Regions from separate parts of the Sus scrofa genome. Here all the other regions are linked to region 2. A link is a contact called in public Hi-C data. All regions are on one chromosome and are shown on one strand. The core of a region is the stretch at or near the end of the contact, and the rest is flanking DNA. Distances in the headings are between cores, read along the strand shown. Region 1 has its middle 33 kb from the start of PRELP. Region 2 has its middle 29 kb from the start of BTG2. Region 3 has its middle 12 kb from the start of PRELP.

The links. Hi-C and Micro-C count contacts between places; a contact is called where the count stands out from the background.
Region 1: a contact with region 2 is called in a Hi-C map of embryonic fibroblasts, with 2.3 times the contacts expected there. The contact joins two enhancer-like sites. A contact is called at or near these places in 9 of 47 Hi-C or Micro-C datasets (alveolar macrophages, embryonic fibroblasts, heart right ventricle and 4 more).
Region 3: a contact with region 2 is called in a Hi-C map of liver, with 4 times the contacts expected there. The contact joins two enhancer-like sites. A contact is called at or near these places in 5 of 47 Hi-C or Micro-C datasets (liver and skeletal muscle).

Annotation. Positions count from the first base shown.
Region 1 is chr9:64,155,326-64,159,788 of Sscrofa11.1, forward strand. No RefSeq gene overlaps it. Among named protein-coding and RNA genes, the nearest start is that of PRELP, 33 kb to the right of the region's middle. Within about 2 kb of position 1,831, at least 16 of the 83 cell types and tissues checked have an H3K27ac peak or open chromatin away from gene starts, as enhancers often do. A contact at or near this core is called in embryonic fibroblasts, omental adipose tissue and subcutaneous adipose tissue, where this site is marked.
Region 2 is chr9:64,002,061-64,006,771 of Sscrofa11.1, forward strand. No RefSeq gene overlaps it. Among named protein-coding and RNA genes, the nearest start is that of BTG2, 29 kb to the right of the region's middle. Within about 2 kb of position 3,326, at least 34 of the 83 cell types and tissues checked have an H3K27ac peak or open chromatin away from gene starts, as enhancers often do. A contact at or near this core is called in embryonic fibroblasts, liver, omental adipose tissue and 1 more, where this site is marked.
Region 3 is chr9:64,176,990-64,181,097 of Sscrofa11.1, forward strand. No RefSeq gene overlaps it. Among named protein-coding and RNA genes, the nearest start is that of PRELP, 12 kb to the right of the region's middle. Within about 2 kb of position 2,417, at least 29 of the 83 cell types and tissues checked have an H3K27ac peak or open chromatin away from gene starts, as enhancers often do. A contact at or near this core is called in liver, where this site is marked.

The DNA of each region.
Region 1 (4,463 bases), core at 581-3,080, 150 kb after region 2:
AAGAGTCCGAGCAGAGCCAGCGAGAGAAGCTACAGAGAAACAGGGCCGGGAGCAGCGACCAAGCCTGAAGGTGTCAGGAGGAAACAAGGCCAGAGATGAGGAAAGTGCAAGAGAGCAGCTTGAAGAGATAAAGTGTGAGAAATGGTCAGATCAGTCTATGAACAGGATTGAGTTTATTGGCCAGAGGAAGGGAGAGCTGAGCATCCCTAGAGCCTACGTGTCAGAGGCTGTGTCGGGCGGGACTTTTAGACACATCTCATTGAACCCTCATTTCAGCAAGGCACTGACATCTTTTACAGGAGACTGACACTTTTGTAAGGAATTTCAGTACCTTGCCTGGGGCTCCATGGCTAACGTGGTGGAGGTCTGAATGCAGGAATCTGAATGCAGGTCTGTCGGATGACAGATGGCCTCCCCATCACTCCAAATTCTATGAGCAAGGAGGAGTGGATGGATCAGAGGAGACAAAAGGAACTCCAGAATTGTAGACATTTAGGACTGAAATTAAGGTCTTCTACAGCAATTTTGCCTCCAGGAGAAATTAGATTTCAGTGAGAACAATGTCATGTCTTAATTAGGTAGCCAATTAATTTTGAAAGGAGATCACATATCCAACCAGCCTTCCTTCCTTCCCTTCTTCCCTCTAACAATTTTTATGGAGCAGTCACAACCTGTTAGGCATGGTATTGGGTTTGAGGAACAAATAGGTGTAAGAACCACAATTTATTCCCAAATCCTTGATAAATTCCAGGAAATTGAGGCAGCACTTTACCCACATACCCTTACTCTCAGGGCAATTTTCTCCCTGGCTTTACTTCTGAGTTTCAGGTCAGGGCCCAGCAAAACTCCTGCTTCTCCCTCCAGCCCAGTTCCCTCTGTTTTGAGAGCCGGTCAAGCTCCCTCCCGGCCCCTCCCCTCCACCTCCTCTCCCTGAGCTGCTCCAGGGGCTACAGCCAGACTAGTCAGTGACGACACACACAAACGGGTCTTTAAAAGCCCTAAGCCTTTGAGCTTCTTTCACACATCTGGACACAGCTGGACCTGGGGCAGCCCAAATTCTCCAGGCCACAAGTCACACGGACATCCCAGCCTGGGACAGATGAACTATTTCTTTGGCTCTGGCCTCTTCCCCTCATAGTCACTGACCCAAATGTCTCCAATGCATAGAAGCACACCCCACCCGCTTCTGCTGTGAAGTCACGTGCAGCACCCAGAGAGCCCACACGGTCCATTCTCAAAGCCGTTGCTTTCCAATAAACTCAGCCTGGTAACCAAGAGATGTTTCAAAATAACTCAGGATATCTGTATGCATTCTCAAATACTCTGAAGAGGATCAGAGCAATACTCCTTAAAATCCTGTTTTTCCTCTCCCATGTATTTCTCTACATACCAACTCTGATCCTGTGCCTCTCTCCTTTCCAAAATTCCTACCCCTAAACTCCTCTTCCAGCTCCAGTCACACATCCCTTCTCCTTCTTGCCACTTTCCTCCTGATTCTGCAACACAAAAGCCCAAAATCAACAGATGCTCCCTGGAGAGAGAGGAGGGGAGGAAGAGGACTGGGTTAACCGCTCTCTCCTAGGCAGGGGAGAGGGCGGAAGGCTGAAAATATTCGTACAGGCATCATTTTTTCCTCATCACAGTAGCTGTCACCACAGATCACATCAAGCCTCAACTGGGCAGGACAACTGCTGGACAAAGTGACCCACCTGACTATTTTGGTCAGTCCTGATGTGAATACTTTGTTCCAATTCCAAGTTATAACTGACCAGTTAACTGCCCCAATTTTGAGTTGGGAAAATATGGTCACCCAATCTCTGACCCACCCTTCCTCTTGGCAACCCTAACATATCCTGACTGTATTAAATACTTTCTATATTACTATAGACTGAAACTTTGTTTCCCCCACCCAAATTCATATGTCGAAATCCTAACCTGCCAATGTGATGGTATTTGGTGGTGGGGCCTTTGGGAAGTGATTCAGTCATGAGGTTGGAGCCCTCATGAGTAGATCTGTGTCCCTATAAAAGAGACCCAGGGGACTCCCTTGTCCTTTCTGTCGTGTGAGACACTGTGAGAAGACAGCTGTCTGTGTATCAGGAAGTGGGTTTTTACCAGATACCAAATCTGCTGGTAACTTGATATTGGAATTCCCAACCCCCAGAAGGATGAGAAATAAATTCTTATTGTTTATGAGTCACCCAGTCCATGGTGTTCTGTTATAACAGGCCACATTGTCTAAGACATATACGGTTGTTGATTCCATTAGTGTTTGTTTAGTCACTTGGAAACTGTAGGTTCTATAAAGTCTCAGACCATGTTTATTCTCATTCTGTCCCAAGCCTCATGAATAGGTCTGTAGTAGTTAGCTAATGCTGCATAACAAATCATCTCAAATATTAATGACTTAAAGCAATAGTCATTTATTATCTCTCATTGTTTCTATGGATCAAGAATCCAAGAGTGGCTTTCCTGGGTAGTTCTGACTCAGCTCTCTTGAGGTTGTGGTTAAAATGTCAGCCAAGGCTGAAGTTTCTAAAGACATGATTAGGTTTGGAGAACGCACTTCCAAGGTTGCCTAGTCACATGGCTGCCACTTGCGGCTGGCTCTTAGGTGAAGGCCTTGGTTCCTCATCCAGGGGACCTCTTCATGAGGCCTGAGCTTCCTTACAACATGGTTACTGGCTTCCAAAAGTGAGCATCTTGAGACAGAGATAGCCAGGCAAAAAATGAAGCTTTTTGTGACCTAATCTTTGAAAGTCACATGCATCACTTCTGCTGGACTCTATTGTTTGGGGTAATCCCACCCTCCTGCTAATTCAAGGGGGAGGGAACATAAAACCTGCCTCTCTCTGGGAGGATTTCCAATCATCTGGTAAGAAGAATTTGTGGGATGGGATAAATACGCAGATGTAGCCACCTCAGGAGAAGAGAGTGCCCCCGTGGCTCTGGCCCTTGCAAGCTCAGAACACATGTTCATTGGTGGGCTTTGTATTCGCTGGCGCCTGGAACTGAAACAACTATGTCACAGGGGGAGGGAAGTTAATTCAGAGTCCTGATTCTTCATCCCTCTCTGTAACCACATCCTTCATGGTGAAATCTTAGGTGATCTACCCTGACCCCAACTGTGTGATTTGTCTTGACCAACATTTTGTTGGCAGATGTGAGTCCAGCAGAAACATTACAGAAAACTTGCAAGTTTTTCCTGGGGCTCCTGCACTTCTGCCCTTGTCATGAAAATAAGCTTGGGCTACGGAGGACACAAGACATGCAGAAAGGATCCAATTTGTCTCAACTATCCCAACCCAGGAGGGTTGACCCACACATTTGTGAGCAGGGCCAGGGAAGATGAGAACCACTCAGCACCCTACAGGCTTGGAGCTAAATGAACGCTTAGAATTTGAAGGCCTGAGTTTGGGGGTTGGTCAGTTATGCTGCATTTTTGAGGCAATAGGTAATTGCCTTTCCTCCTACTATCACAAAAAGCACTTCATGAGCTGGAAGTCTGTGTTCCAGGTCAGGCTCAATATGCGTAGTTAACAGAATAATGCCTCCCTCCCAATGTCCACATTCTAATCCTGAGAACCTATGAATATGTTACTTTCCATGGCAAAAGGGACCATGCAAGTGGGATTAAGGATTTTGAGATGGGGAGATTACCCTATATTATCTGGGTGGGCTCACTTTAATCATAACGGTGCATATGAGAGGGAAGCAAGGGGGTCAAAGTCAGAGAGGAGGTGTAAGGATATCAGGGATCGAAGGGTATGTTCTCACTGCGGAGGACAGGACCACAGCCAAGGACTATAGGCAGCTTCTAGAAGCTGCAAAATACAAGGAAATAAATTCTCCCCTAGAGCCTTCAGGAGAAACACAATTCTGTTGAAACATTGATCTTCACCTCTAAGACACACTTCAGACTTCTGACCCCAAGAACCGTAGAGAATACATCAGTTGTTTTAAGCCACTGTGCTTGTGGTAATTTGTGACACCAGCCACAGGAAACCATAGAGTATCTAACAACTATATGCCCTAAAGCAGTCAGGTGCCACTCTGAGCTTTCTGGCAAACATGAAGGTGAGGTAGATTAAAGACAGTCACAAATCTTGGCTATTCCTCAAAAGAGATCAAGATTGCCCTTAATGGTTTTCTTGCTTCATAGAATGTGACAGAAGTGACATTCTGGAACTTTCAAGCTTGTAACAAGAAAACTTGCTTTACTCCCATGTCTCTCAATATACTCTTTAGGAGCCCAGACGCCAGCCCCTATTCTAAGCCAGACCTGTCTCCTAGGCAGCTTGTTACCCTTGCTCAATTTTTACCAAAATGTTTACTATCTACCCCAACCACCAGGTGAGTTACTAAATCCACGTTCCCCACTCAGACTCTTCAGGTAGAGTCAAACCTCTGGATGGAGTTTCCACTGTGGCTCAGCAGGTTAAGAACCTGACATGGTGTCCGTG
Region 2 (4,711 bases), core at 2,076-4,575:
TGGCCATAAAAAAATAAATAAATATATAAAAATTTTAAAATTTAAAAAAAAAGAAAAGTACTAAGGGTGTAGAGATTTCTATCGAGCATTCAATTATAGTTCTTCCAAATTCTAGACTGTATTCAACCATCTCAATTTCCTAATGCTGTGAGTTTTACTGCCTTCTTCGCTTTCTACAGGTGCAGTGCTCTGGCTTGGGGAAAGGGCACTCTATACACTCTGCACTTGAACATTTGGGTAACACAAAGATTTGCTCTACACCAACCTCAAGGTGAAGGCAACTGTCTTCCAATCCCAAGTCCATGCAAATGAAGGAATTGGAATTTAAGCTTAGTGTAAAGTGAGTGGTCCTATTCAGACACTGAAGTCTCATATCCTTGAGCAAAAGCTTTCATGACACTGCAGCAGCCCTTCATTGATGCTGGGAATGCAGAGAGGTAGCAAAGAAGTGTTGTTAGGGGCATAGGCTATAGCCTCAGACTGCCTGTGTCCAAATCCTGGGCGGGAGAATGACTTGAGTCAGTTACCTAACCTCTCTGGGTCTCGGCTTCAGGGAGAGCATATTTTTTTAAATTCCAGGAGATCCTGTCGTGGCTCAGTGGTTAATGAACCTGACTAGCATCCATGAGGACACAGGTTCGATCCCTGCCCTTGCACAGTAGGTTAAGAATCTGGCATCGCTGTGAGCTATGATGTAGTTCTCAGACACAGCTCAAATCCCATGTTGCTGTGTCTGTGGTGTAGGCTGGCAGCTGCAGCTCCAATAGGACCCTTAGCCTGGGAACTTCCTCATGCGGTGGGTGGAGCCCTAAAAAGACCAAAAAAAAAAAAAATTTCCAGGAGTTCCCATCTTGGCACAGCGGAAACAAATCCGACTAGGAACCACGAGGTTGCAGGTTCAATCCCTGGCCTCGCTCAGTGGGTTAAGGATCCAGCGTTGCTGTGAGCTGTGGTGTGGGTCACAGACGCGTCTCGGATTTGGCATTGCTAGGGTTCTGGCAGAGGCCGGCAGCAACATCTCCAATTAGACCTCTAGCCCGGGAAGCTCCATATGCCACGGGTGTGACTCCTAAAAAGACAAAAGACAAAAAAAAAAAAATTCCAATTGCAATTTTTTATTGAAGTATGATTTGACACATAACACTGTAGTTTTAGCTGTACAACATACTGATTTTTTGTTTGTATATATTGTGAAGTGATCACTACATTCGTCACCGTACACAGTTATAAATTTTTTTCTTGTGATGAGAACGCTTAAGATCTCTCTTAGCAACTTTACTTTTTTGGTGGTTTGGGGGGGGCCACATCATGTGGCAATTCCCAGGCCAGGGATAAAGCCCACGCCACAGATGTAACCAGAGCCACAGCAGTGACAATGCCAGGTCCTTAACCCACTGAGCCACCAGGGAATTCCTCTTAGCAACTTTCAAATATGCAATACAGTATTATGAATTACAGTCACCATGCTGTATCACTCTCCATGATTTATTTGTTTAATAACTTGAAGTTTTTGCCTTTTAACCCCTTTTACCCATTTTACCCAACCCTATCTCTGGCAACCACGACCCTATTCTCTGTATTTGTGAGCTTGTTTTTTGCTTTTTTTTTTTTTTTCAGATTCCATATATAAGCGAAATCACATGGTAGCAGATGTTTTTATTCCCATTTTACAGATGCAGAGGCTGGGGCCTAAGAGGGAAGATACCATATCCCTCCCTCTAAAGTCATGAGGAGAACAGGACTCAATAATCAACCAAGGCAGGCACAGTCCCTGGGGCTCCTGTTAAGTTGGGTGGTTAAGGAGGGTAGCTTGGCCTGCAGAGGGCTCGCTTTAGCTGCCCAGTGAACCTTTCCAAATCCTAGTGCTCCAGGGGGCAGGTAGGTGGCCAGCACCTACCCCCAGCCCCCACCCCTGCCACCAGGCCCTGACGGCTGGGATGGGGCTCAGGAAGGGCTGGTTTCCCCCTTGGCCTGGAACGGAGGGGTGAGGAGGCCCTTGGGGAGGAAACTTCACTGTAAGAATCCCTGTGAGTCTGAGTTTTCCTGTTTCACTGTCACTCTTGTTTGGTTTTGTCTTGTTTTGTTTTGTTTTTCCTGCACTGACAAGGTGGGGGAGAAACCAATACAAATTTCTAAGCTGGGGTTGTGGAAGGTGAACTAGGCTGGACTCCGTTTGCACATCAGCATCAATTCTGTGTACCAGCATCATCAAAAAATCTACAAACAATAGGAGTTTATAAACAATGTTAATCCTATTATACTGTTGGTGGGAATGTAAATTGGTGCAACCACTGTGGAAAACAGCATGGAGATTCCTCAGAAAACTAAAAATAGAATTACCGTTTGATCCAGCAATCCCACTCCTGGGCATCTATCCAGAGAAAACCATGACTCAAAAAGATACGTGTACTCCAATGTTCACTGCAGCGCTATATACAAGAGCCAAGACATGGAAACCACCTAAATGTCCATCGACAGAGGAGTGAAAAAAGGAGATGTGGTGGCATATACACAAAGGAATATTACTCAGCCATTAAAAGGAAAGAAATAATGGCATTTGTAGCAACAAGGATGGACCTAGAAATTATCATGTTAAGTGAAGCCAGTCAGACAATGAGACACTGACACCATATGCTATCACTTACATGTGGCATCTAAAAAAAGGACACAATGAACTTCTTTGCAGAACAGATACTGACTCACAGACTTTGAAAAACTATGGTTTCCAAAGGGGACAGGTTGGGGGTGGGGAGATGGGATGGGGGTTTGGGATGGAAATGCTATAAAATTGGGTTGGGATGATCGTTGTACAATTATAAATGTAATAAAATTCACTGAGTAATTAACAACAACAAAAAAAAACCATCAGTTCTGTGCACCAGTTTTAGCAGAGCTGCCCTAGCTGGGGCCTTGAAGATTGTCAGAGTTAATATTCGGCTGCCCCATCTCTCTGTCTCTGTCTGTCTCTGTCCCTGTTTCCTGTGTCTGTCTTTGTCTATCTACATATATATAAATAAACATATATGTGTATATCTGTGCATCTATATATGTTATATATACACATACGTACATACGTATGTGCATAGAGAGAGAGATATGTATGTAATGTCTTTCTCTGTCTCCTCCTTTAATCTGATCCTTCACAGAGGTGGATGGGACAAGGAGCTATAGCTGTCTTCTCATACCATCACTACCAGCATGGTCCTCGAACCACTGGATGTGGGTCAGTTTTGGAAACAGACCCCCACTTCTCACTCCTGGAGAGTCAGTCCACACTGAGCTTTGTTCTAACAGTGCCCCATTTCCTCCTTTGGCCAAACTTTACAGTTTAGATGCTCGCTTTCGAGTCCTAGGGGAAGTGATAAGACAGAGGTCAGATTCTGGCCCTCCCTGCCTGCTGGGTGGTGGAATTGCGTGCTTTACGGAGCTAAGCCTTGCCCAGAAGAGGAAAGAAGACAGCAGAGACAGCTCAGGGAGTGTGGCAGGATGCTGTCATGACCCTGTGTAAGACTCCAGCTGAGTGCTGTGTGTATTTATAGACACACACACACACACAGACACGCAGGCATGGGAAACGTGCCCTGGAACAAACGTACTGTTTGTTTCCTGGAAACATGCCCTTCCTTGCCAACTTGCCAGATTTCCCAGATCACATCATCCTGAAGCAGGGAAAATTATGTCTTCTTATTCCCGGCATCCACCTGCCACATGAAGAGAGATCTTTGGAAAACGGATCTGACCACTTCTCTGCCCTTTGGAAGACTGGAGCGATTTCACCTTGTCCTCGGGTATGCTCCTTCCAGTTCACCTGCCTGCCCAGCTTCCCAGGACTCCCTGAACTCCTCCTAATGCAAAGTACTGTAGTGCACACCTCTGACAGCTCCCGACCCCTTAGACTTCCCTTGTTGGCACATGCAGTTCCCTCAGCCAGGAATGCTTCGGCATCCTCTCTTCTGGCAGAGTCCTACTCAGTCTCCAGCCCAGTGGGCACAGTTGCCCACTCCTCGGAGGGCTTAGGACTCTGCAAACTTACCTCACTACTGTCTGTCTATCTTTCTTTCTGTCTGTCTTCTTTCCTTTCTTTCTATCTTTTTAGGGCTGCACCCTAAAAATGTATGGTGGTTCCCAGGCCTATGCCCCAGCACCAGATTCAAGCCGTGTCTGTGACCTCACTGCTGTCTTTCTATTCCTATCTGTCTCCTCCTCCAAACCATACATTCTTCAAGGTCAAGAACTGTCTTTCATTCATTTTTGCACCCCCAAAATTTAGGCTAATGCTTGCTGCAGGGTAGATGTGCCCTAGAAATCTGTTGAGTGAATGGATGAGATTTTTACAGTATAGCTGCTAAGGTCTGTTTGGTGGAAGACTGGATTTAAATACCAGCTCTACCACTTGCTAGCCACAGGATTTTTCAAGTCACTTAGCCTTCTGTCAGTTTCCTAATCTGTAAAGTAGAATATAATGATAGAACCTCACTTATATGTTTATTGAGAAATTTTAATGATATTGCATATAAAGGATTTCCTAGCAGAGGCACATACTTTTTTTTTTCTCACAACCCATATTTTGTTTATCAGCAAACCCTGAAGGCTCTTCCTTTAAAATATCCAGCCACTTCTTAGCTTTCAACTGCTAACAACCCAATCCAAACTACCATCATTTCCCATGGTCATATTTTGCGGGCCTCTGACCTGGTCTCCCTGCCTCCAC
Region 3 (4,108 bases), core at 1,167-3,666, 170 kb after region 2:
TGAAAATGATGATGATCATGATGATGATGACGATGACAAGACTAGTACAAGGGGACAAAAGGGAAGACTAATTTACGACGTATTAATTTACGACGCGTTTTAATTTACGACGTGTTTTAATTTACGACATGTATTAAGGATATTTTTAGGTTGTATACACCACATCATCCTTCAGCCTTGGATGTAAGTAGGAGCAAGTAAAAAAAAAAAAACTTGGAGTTGAGGCATCATTCATGCATTATATAAATATGTTTTAGGGGCCTGCTCTTATCCTTTCCCCCTCCTTCATAGCACTGCCACCACTTGTGATAGATTTATTTATATGTTTGTTCATCTTATTTTTTTTCCTAGCTCTACGGAGGTATGATTGACAAATGAAAATTATATATATTTGGGTTACACAATGTGATTCGTTCACAGCTGTATTCTAAGAGCCTGGCACAGTGCCAGCCACATAGTAGGTGCTCAGTAAGCATTTACAGGATGAATGCCAGGCCTGTTGCAGGGTGCTGGGATCTACTGTAAGCCTTCAGAGAGCTTTTGGTCTCCAGAGAAAGCCATAGAAATTTATATAATCCCTCTGAGGCAGTTTTGAGATCTCTGTGAGAGCACACGTTATCAGGTAAAGGGCCTGAGGGAGGAGAGAGGGACAAGGCAGTGGAGGAAGATGACAGGGCTGGACTGGCAGCAAGGCACCAGAAGATGGGCTGAGGGTGGGAGGGGGGGTGGCACAAAGCAGGGCTAGAAGCCAAGCCAGGAGTGGAGCCAGGAGGTGGGGGTGAAGCTCCCAAGAGGGAGGCTGAGCAGCCTGGAGCCACCTTCACCCCCACCTACCCCATGCTTGGGATGGGGTGCACCCAGCTCTGGGTCACAGGGACCGGGTGGAGTCCAAGCATTGGGAGCTGCACTGATGGGTTGGGAGAGTCCTGGCAGAGCTGCAGGGCTCAGAGGCGCCTGGGGCTCTGTGAGGGCCGGGTGGAGAGGGAGTGCTGCTGGAGGGGAGGGCCAGGATGATTTCATGCCACGGCAATGTGGCCGCTAATGAATTTCATATCCCCTCCCTGAGCTCAGCCACAAGAGGAGCCCAACGGCTAGAGAGAGGAAGAAGCTGGGAGCAAGGACAGGCGAATAAAGTGAGCAGCCTGAAGAAGAGGAAAAGGAGAGGAAATGAAGGGATGGATGGGATGGATGGGGGACCAGAGGAGACAGCTGGGACTGGGGGACAGGGAGAAGCAGGGTCTTCTGACAACAAGAGTCAGTGTGACAGCCTCACCGACCAGATGATCCATATCATACTCCCGTGCCTCCGCGGGAGGGGGCCCATCATAAGTCAGGTTCATAAATGGGGGTCTCGTGGGACGGGGACACAGCCTCCTTCTGGGGGAACATCCAGCTGAAAGGCTAAGGGCAGAGAGCTGGCTCCCCTCTGAGCCCATCTTCCCCTTCCTCCTGCCCACTCCTCCCCACACCTCCGTCTCACTCCTTGCCTCCTCTCCCCAGAACAAACAGGAGGGAGGTTGGCTGCCAGCCCAGAAAGCTACTGCACTCAGAAAGAGCAGACAGACCTAACGTTCAAGATCTAATAGCCCTAATGACAACACCACCCTTCACCCACCACCTGTCTCCAGAACCCAAACCTCTCTTCAAATCCACATACTGCTTAAGGCAGGAGGGGGCTTCTCTTTTCTCCAATAAAGCTCTGAATATAAGAAAGAAGTCTGAATTCCAGCAGGAGAGAAGCAAGGTAGACTGAAGGAAGAACTTCCCCACAAGGTCATTTCAGCTTAAAGTGCTAGGCTAATGAAGACTGGGGGGGATGAAGGCAAGGTGGGGTGGAAAGCCATCCCTGCTGGGTGGCACTAATGAAAGCAGAGCCACCACACTCCCCCAGGCTGTCTTCCTCCAACTCCTGGTACCCCTTTGCTACTCCATTGCTTCTCCTTGAGCCCTGGCCCATGGAGCAGACAGTCGGGGCTGCCAGCCACCTTCCAAAACATGTTTTGCCTTTTTGCCTTCATTCTGTGGCTTGGCTCAACTGGGCCTGAAAATTCCCCACACCTGGGGTGGGCCAAGATGGGCTGCTCCACCATTAGCATCACTGTTTCCAGCCTGAAAGCCGTGTTCTGTCCTTAGGACAGCCTTATGGGATGGGACAGCAGGTCCTAAGATCCCAAGATCATCAAGAGGCAGCTTCCAGAGCCACACGGGTGTAGGGGGCAGGTATCAAGAGGCCGCAGTCTGGAGTCTCTGGGGTCTTGCCGCACAGCCCCAGTCCCACTCCAGATGCCTCCCAAGAAAGAGCATCCACAATGGTCTTCTAAGAGCTGGCTGGGATGGCCGCATCAGCTCACTGTCGAGAGGTGACTGGATCAAAGCGGCATCATTTGTGCCCAGTAAATGACTTAACTAGCTTGCAGCCCTCAGCTCAGAGCTCCCTTGGCTAAATCCTCTGTTGAGGGCCGCCAAGGCCAGTGTAAACAGTACAAAGGAAACACAGTGTCTCTTGGCGAGGACACTTCATAACAATGCTCTGGATTCTTCCACGAGCCATTTCGTGAGCCACAACTATAAAAAGTATTTATCCTTTACCATGAATCTGTGGGTTCAGATAGTCGTTCCAGGTCTTGGCTCCCTGATTGTTCTATATGCTCTGTTTTAGACAGAGCACCTCAACATGGCCCCAAGGTCCCCGGCTACCCTTGGGCACTGATTGGGAGGGTGGGGGGGAAGAATAAGGATGAAGCCCACCAAGGCTCTTCTTTCTCATACCATCAACTGGGAGAGTCCCTTCTCCCACTGCTCGTGGGAGATGCCAGTTTGATGGGGAGACACAGCCTCTGTCTGGGGGAACGTTCAACCTGAGAGTCTGAGGGCAGAACCATGTCATGTGAAGAGCAGACAAAGGAGATCTAAGAACAAACCATAGGAAGCGGGTGTGAGGAGAAGGCAGGGCGAGTATAGGAGCAGAGGGGCTGCAGGGATCAGCTAAGGTGGGCCACCTTCCCCGGGGGAAGGGTGATTCAACATAATTTCCAGGGCAGAATGGTGGCTCCAATCTGGAGAAAAAAGCCAGGCCCACGACAGCTACCAAAGGGTGTTCTCTCCCTCCATAGGGCTTCAGCCTACTGCCCTGTGTCCACAGCCCCAGGAGACAGCAGGAGCCTTGGGCATTGGGCAGGAGTTCATGTACACATTGCTGTGACACCTCACAGTAGCAGGATGAACATGGCAATCTGAAAAAGGAGAAAATTGAGGCTGAGAACACTGGCTCCTATCTTTGCCTCTGGCTGGGTCCTTTCTGCCTGGCAGGCTGGAGTCAGTAGGTGGCCGGGGTGGACAGCCACGTGGCTTGGCCCCTGAGCCCTGTGATTTGGCTCTGAGTAAGGCCAGGGCCATGCACGGGAAGAGGAGGGGGCCCAGGATGCAAAAGGGAGAGGGGGCACCACTCCCTGAGCTGCAGGCCAACCAGTCATTTTTCCAGACTGGGCAAGCAGAGCAGAATCCGGGAATCCGGGAAAAATAAGAAGGAGGCTGAGGCTTGTGTGTGTAACGAGAGGAGCGGGCGAGCATGGGGTCACCTGCTGGAAAAGAGACGACAGCTCTGTTATCTCAGTAAAAGCCGCAGACCAGATCTCAAGTGACACCCTGGTCAACCCAGCCTGGCCCAGGAATAATGTGACTCAAGTAGGGTAGGAATCAAGTCTTATCACGTTTTATTGACTAAAGCCACTCTCCACCTCCCCCCCCCATAACTCGCTATGAATTACCATTGGTTTTGCAAACATTATCTGTATAGTGTAGACAGCATGGCCTCTGGAACCAGGTTGCCTGAGTTCATATCCCCGCTTTGACACTTCGAAACTATGCCACACTCTGTAAAATGGGAATGATAATAATAGTATCTACTCCTGTGGTTGTTATGAGGATTAAATGAGCTAATGAACTGAAAGTACATGCATGACACTCAGTAAGCTGTCCTAAGGGTGAGCTATTCTGACCATTATTACTTCTCCATCAGGTCCTTTGCCAGGAGCTGGGTTCCTGCCTTGGAGATCCTCTGACCACACGAAGAAGGTAGATGGGGAAGCGAGCAGTAACTGCACTGAGT